Linked DNA regions of Rattus norvegicus: region 2 is linked to region 1. The links are chromatin contacts, called in public Hi-C maps. All regions are on one chromosome and are shown on one strand. The core of a region is the stretch at or near the end of the contact, and the rest is flanking DNA. Distances in the headings are between cores, read along the strand shown. Region 1 holds the start of Vezf1 (vascular endothelial zinc finger 1). Region 2 overlaps Cuedc1 (CUE domain containing 1).

Region 1 (2,772 bases), core at 88-2,587:
GTTTGGAATTGCGAGAAGTATTTAGGAAAATAACTCAAAAGAGGGAGGTGGGAAGGACACATTTAAAAAAACGACTAGCTTTCTAACCTTCAGTTCTGAAGTTTCTGCGTGTGCTCATCTCTACTGCACATCAATGCATTTGCAAACAGAAAGGAAGCAGCCAAAAAAAAAAAGTTCCAAACAGGGGTCCCGCATTAAAGTGGCAGAAGAACAGGGGAAGGGTATGGCTGAAGCATCCGCTACACTAGCTTTGAAGTTTCTGGCAAAAAGGAAAAAAGAAGAAAAAGACGCGAAGACCCCCCCCCCCACACACACACACACTCCACGAGTGACTCAGCTGGGGGCTTTGTAAGCGGACTTTGCGCTCCCTCTCCGCTTCCCGTCGCCCACTGGGCCGGAGCGAACATTCGAGCGGGCCGCGGAGCGAGACTAGCAAGACGCGCTCCGGGAAAGGTCGGGCCTGCAGGAGTCCCGGCCCCCGCCGCTCCCCGCCCCCGCCCGGCCCGCCGGTCCGGGGATTCCCCAAGCTCAATGGGACCGCAGGAGCTGGACAGAGGCGAGGGGACCAGCTGCCAGGGATCGCTTAGGACTTGGGTTAGGGACCGAGAAAAGTTTACAGACGGGAACCACGCTCGCAACACCCCCCGTCGGGTACACCCGAGGGGGCGGCGAGAAGGGGGAGTGGCGGAGAAGCCAGAGATACCCGCTATTCGCGGGATGTGGGAGGAGGGTCAGAAAGTCAACACACAAGCACACACACAAAAAGAGAGGTGACGCGAAAGCGCGAGCGAAAGATGGATGGGGACTTGGAGCGGGACCCGGGGACCCCCTCGCAGCGCCGCGCGGCCCCGGTCCGGCGCGCAGTGGCCGAGCGGCCCGCGCTACCCAGCGGCCCGGCGCCCTCTTTTCTCTGGGCCGCCCGGTGGTGACAGCGGCCGGCCTCCTCCCTTCCCCTTCAGGGCGGGAGGGAAGGGTGTGTGTGTGCGTGTGTGCTTGGGGGGGCCCGGGTTCACCCCGAGGCCTGCTTCTCCCCCGCACCCTGCGAGGCCGCCTCCTTTCACCTCAGCGGCCGGGCTCCGCCGGAGCGGGCGGGCGGAAAAACAAAGGGGGATTAAGGCCCGGCCGGAGAGCGGAGCCGGGAGGGGAGGAGCGCCCGCCCGAGCCCGGCCCGGCCCCCCTGGCCCCCCGGCCCCCCCGGGGCCCCCAGTACCTGGAACAGGAACGCGGTCCAGTTGGCCTCCATGGCTGCGGCGGCCGACCCCCCTCCTCCCCACTCCCCCCGCTCGGGGAGCCTCCTCAGCCGGAGGAGGCGACAACAAAGCGGCGGCGGCGGCGGCGGCGGCAGCGGCAGCGGCGGCTCCTCAACATGGCAGCGCCGAGCGCGGCCACTTCCGGTAACCTCCGGGACGCACCACCGCGGCGGCGAGCGCGGGCGGGGGGGGAGCCCCGGCCCGGCCGCCGCCGCCCCCAGCCGCTCCGACCCCCTCCGGGCGTCCCCGCCGCCGGCGCGCCGCCTCGGAGCTCAGCCAGTGCCCGCGGGCGGTGGGGTCAGGGCGCCCGCGCGGGGGCTGGGGTGGGGCCGGGGGCGGGGATGGGGCGCGGCGTCCCCCCCCGCGGGGGTGTGTGATGCTGCGGTCCGTGGCTCAGGCAGCTGGAGCAGGGGGAGCTCAGGAGAGAAGATGGAGGACGCCAGGGTCTGGCGCTGGCCCGCTGGGCACAGCTGGGCTGCCTCTCGTGACTCTGACTCGGTGCCCAGCGGCGTCGCGTCCCTCTCATATCTCCAGCGGCAGTCAGAGCTCCAGTTGGTCACCTGGCTCTTCAGTCGGTCAAGCACAGCACAGCTTCAACCTACTAACTGGGGGATGCTGGCTTCTAATGTCCCCTACCCTCGGGTATTTTCATTCCTGACCAGCTAAGCCCTCAGTGCTCTTGCTATGATATCTCCATCTTCCTTTGCGTGGTCTTCCAATTTGAGCAGGGAATTCCACTAGGGTACAGCCTTAGATCCTCTTAGTGTAGAGGGAAACACTTCCCACGCGTTCAGATGTCATTACTGGGTTATTCTTGGGTGACGGAACCGTGCTTCCCCATCCTTCCAGATTATAGGAAATTCTATTTGAATTTGAACCCCTCTCCCGCCAGAATTAAAAACAATAAAAACAAATGAGAAAGTATAGAGACGAAATATTTTAGTCTTTTAGTACATTCTTCAATTCCTGCAACACACAAGTCAGACTTCTGGTTGGACAGCGTCAGATGTCACTGAGGTGACCCCAGCCTGTTTGTAGTTCCCAGTCTTCTATGTAGGAGTCAGCCACTGCTACTGGTTGGAATCTGTAGATCGTAAGCCCGTATGATGTCTTGAATGTTTTCTATCCTTTCCTCACATAGAGGTAGCTACTGTGAATATCAGAGACAAGCTATTATTAAACATGTATCTAGTCCAAGAAATCTGTGGTGGGGAAATGAGGAGGCAGGCTCCATCTATGGTATTTTTATAAAATGTTTAAAAAAAAAACTCAGATGGGCACATTATTTCAAGACTGTATTTCAAACTGACTCTTATCCTCTCCAGACAGTTCTAATGAAAGACATCTTCAACTTCCATATATATATCCAAATAGAATAGTTACAAAATTCTATGGGAATAGAAACTGAAGAGGTATGGTAATTTGATGTTTTTCCAACCATTAAACAATTATAGTTCCCTCCCACTCTTCCATCAGTCACCAGAATAAAAGGGCAGGCTGGGAAATGATGGTCTGGTTCCTT
Region 2 (2,772 bases), core at 125-2,624, 55 kb before region 1:
GCTATTTGGGTGCTGGGATTTGAACCCAAGTCCTCTGGAATAGCAGTCAGTGCTCTTAACCATTGAGCCATCTCTTTGGCTCCAGCCTTCCTGTTTTTTATATATGAGGAGTATAATGATAAAGTGTGAACGGGGAGAATTCTGGAACTGAAACACACACCGCCCTGCCCCCTCCCCCGCAAAAACAGCAAAGCCCGTGATCAACATTTTCCCGAAATCCACTAGTATTGCCACTCTCGAACAAGAGTGTAGACTGATAGTGTAGTCGCCTTACATTTGATGAATAGTTTTGTGGCTCTTTCTCTTCCCTCTCTTCTTTTCTCCTCTCATTTTCTCTCCAACCCCCTTGCGGCCCCAAGTTTCTTTTCCTTCTGACTCCCTAAGTAGCCAGTGATGATCTTGAAATTCTGAGCCTCCTGCCTTTACCTCCCCAGTTCTGGTATAACCCATGTGTGCTGCCATGCTATGCTGTATATTAAACTTGGTGTATGTTAGGCTACCGGTCTACCAACAGAGCTACATCCCAGCTCTGGTGTTGCACATGTTACATGTCTGATACTCAGCAGAGAATCTGCCTAGGTGGCTGTGGCTATCTTGATGCAATCAGCTTAGGACCCCCACACTACGGTGCCCAGTGTGACTTTCCTCTCTCCTTTCAACTGCACAGACAGCCGGTTGCCTGGAGACTGGGCACACTCTTCTGTTCACTCTTCCTTTCATTCACCAGCAGCAGGTCTGAAAACAGAGGCCTCCACGAAATATGCTTGGGGCCAGGGCAAGGGGGTGAGGAGAGGCAGGAGTGTCCTCTCCTCCCAGGCAACCCTCCCCATCCTCTCTGTCATCCTTTTCCTTTCCAGGTCTGAAAGGCCCAGCAACCCAAAAAGCTCTCACAGGGAACAAGGCCCCCTTTGAAAGCCAGTGTTTGCCTGGGGCTGTCTGCAGACAAGGGTTGCCATGGCCACTGTGCACCTTTGCCAGTCAAGCCCAGGCAAGCCCAGAAGAGCAGCTTAAGCCACCAGACACCCCACCTCTAACCCCTCCTAGGGGCTTAACTATTGTCAAACACACCTGCCCTGAGCCCCTGTGGCTGGTGGAAGGAGATAATTGGGGAACCTCTAGACTGAAAACCTAACACGGAAAGGACCGGAGGATTGGGGCCCCTCCCTAAGACACCAAGCAGAAACATCAGGGCTTGGAGCCACCTTGCTAAGGAGTAGCTTGCCAGAGCCATACTGCCTGAGGACCTGCCCTGCCTCCTGGGCCAGAGTCTGGCTGTGCTGCTAATGGGAATGACTTATTTATGTAATTCATTACCACTGAGGCCTGGATCCAAGAAAGGGGTGGAGGCCAGGCCCCAGCTGCTGAGGGAGGAAAGGGAGGGGCTGTCCTGGGGCTCAGTCTGGGCCTGGCAGCCACAGAGCTTGCTGCTGGAGACTGCAGGGACCAGAGGACAAAGGCAATGAGGAAAGGGGACAGGGCTGGACACTGTAGGCTCTGTGGGGCTCTTGATAGTGAGAGAGGCCAGAGAATAGCTCTGCCCTCGGAGGATGCAACAGAAGCAGAGGCCTACCAAACATTGACCTTTAAACTGTTCTGTGCTCCAAAGGGCTTCGTCTCTAAAAAATAAATAAATAAATAAATAAATAAATAAATAAATAAATAAATAAATAAATAAGTGCCAGGCAGTGGTGTGCACACCTTTAATCCCTGCACTCAGGAGGCAGAGGCAGATGGATCTCTGTGACTTTGAGATTAACAGAGGGAGTTCCAGGACAACTAAGGCTACACAGTGAAACCCCGTCTAGAAAAACAGAAAACAAAATAACAAACAGCAAACCCCAAGCTCTGTAGCTTTAAGACAGAAATGCTCTCACGTCCAACAGGAGGCCTCATATACCTGACCCAGGATGGAAAGGAAGAGTCTAGAAACTTCCAGAATTCTGCAGAGTCATCCCTAACATGGACCATGGAGGCTCCAGGGGAGTAACAGGGAAACAGATGAGGTTTGGGATGACAGTGGCTGGAGTTGGCTCCTGAGACCAAGGCAATGTGTCCACCCCGGCACTAACACCCCAGACAGGGCCGGATTAATAGAAAGATCCTCACGTACAGCCTCTGAGAGGCCTGGGCTGCCTCTGTGATGGTCTCTCCATTCCCCTGCTCCTGCTCCTGCTCCTGCCCCTGCTCCTCCTGAACTGGTCTCGGTTTTCCTTTCCTTCCTCTCCCCTCCCCTTCCCTTTCTACCTCTCTCCTGGATATCTTATACACCATGCTGGAACTCCCTGTAGAGATGAGGATGTATGAACTTGAACCTGTGCCTCTGCTTGCCCACGTATGTAGGGTTTCTGTTGTGAGGATCAAACCTGGAGACATGTACATATTAGCAAAGCACTCTCCTAGCCAAGCTACTTGGCTGGCCCTGTGGCCTTGGTTTCTAATAATAATATTAATGTTTCACTGAGCACCCATTTCCTGTGATCTTCACAATACCCCCGTGAGGAGGGGAGGAAACACTGACCATTAGGAAGTCTACCCAGGTCACATCACCCGCAAGTGAAGAACAAGGGTCCAAACCTAGCTGTTCAGTTTTTACCCCACTGGTATAAAAATGCTCAAACACAGAGTCTTTAAAGAGCAAGGCAAGCCCCAGAGGGGTGAGATGATCTCCTTATAGGTACACAGCCAGTTGGGGTAGCATAAGGACAAGGACCAGCATGCTAAATCCGGACCAACATCCTCTCCGGGTCACACCATTTTAACCACAGAAACAGC

What was found. A called contact is a pair of places that touch in the nucleus more often than the background predicts.
Region 2: a contact with region 1 is called in a Hi-C map of psoas muscle, with 1.6 times the contacts expected there. The contact joins the enhancer-like site here to the promoter of Vezf1 in region 1. A contact is called at or near these places in 2 of 12 Hi-C or Micro-C datasets (frontal cortex and psoas muscle).

Annotation. Positions count from the first base shown.
Region 1 is chr10:73,355,679-73,358,450 of GRCr8, reverse strand. It overlaps Vezf1 (vascular endothelial zinc finger 1), which reads right to left and starts at 1,337. Exons shown (of 6, transcript NM_001304355.2): 1 at 1,211-1,337. The coding sequence starts at 1,243.
Region 2 is chr10:73,411,118-73,413,889 of GRCr8, reverse strand. All of the region lies in intron 1 of Cuedc1 (CUE domain containing 1), which reads right to left. Among named protein-coding and RNA genes, the nearest start is that of Cuedc1, 23 kb to the right of the region's middle. Within about 2 kb of position 1,374, at least 76 of the 93 cell types and tissues checked have an H3K27ac peak or open chromatin away from gene starts, as enhancers often do.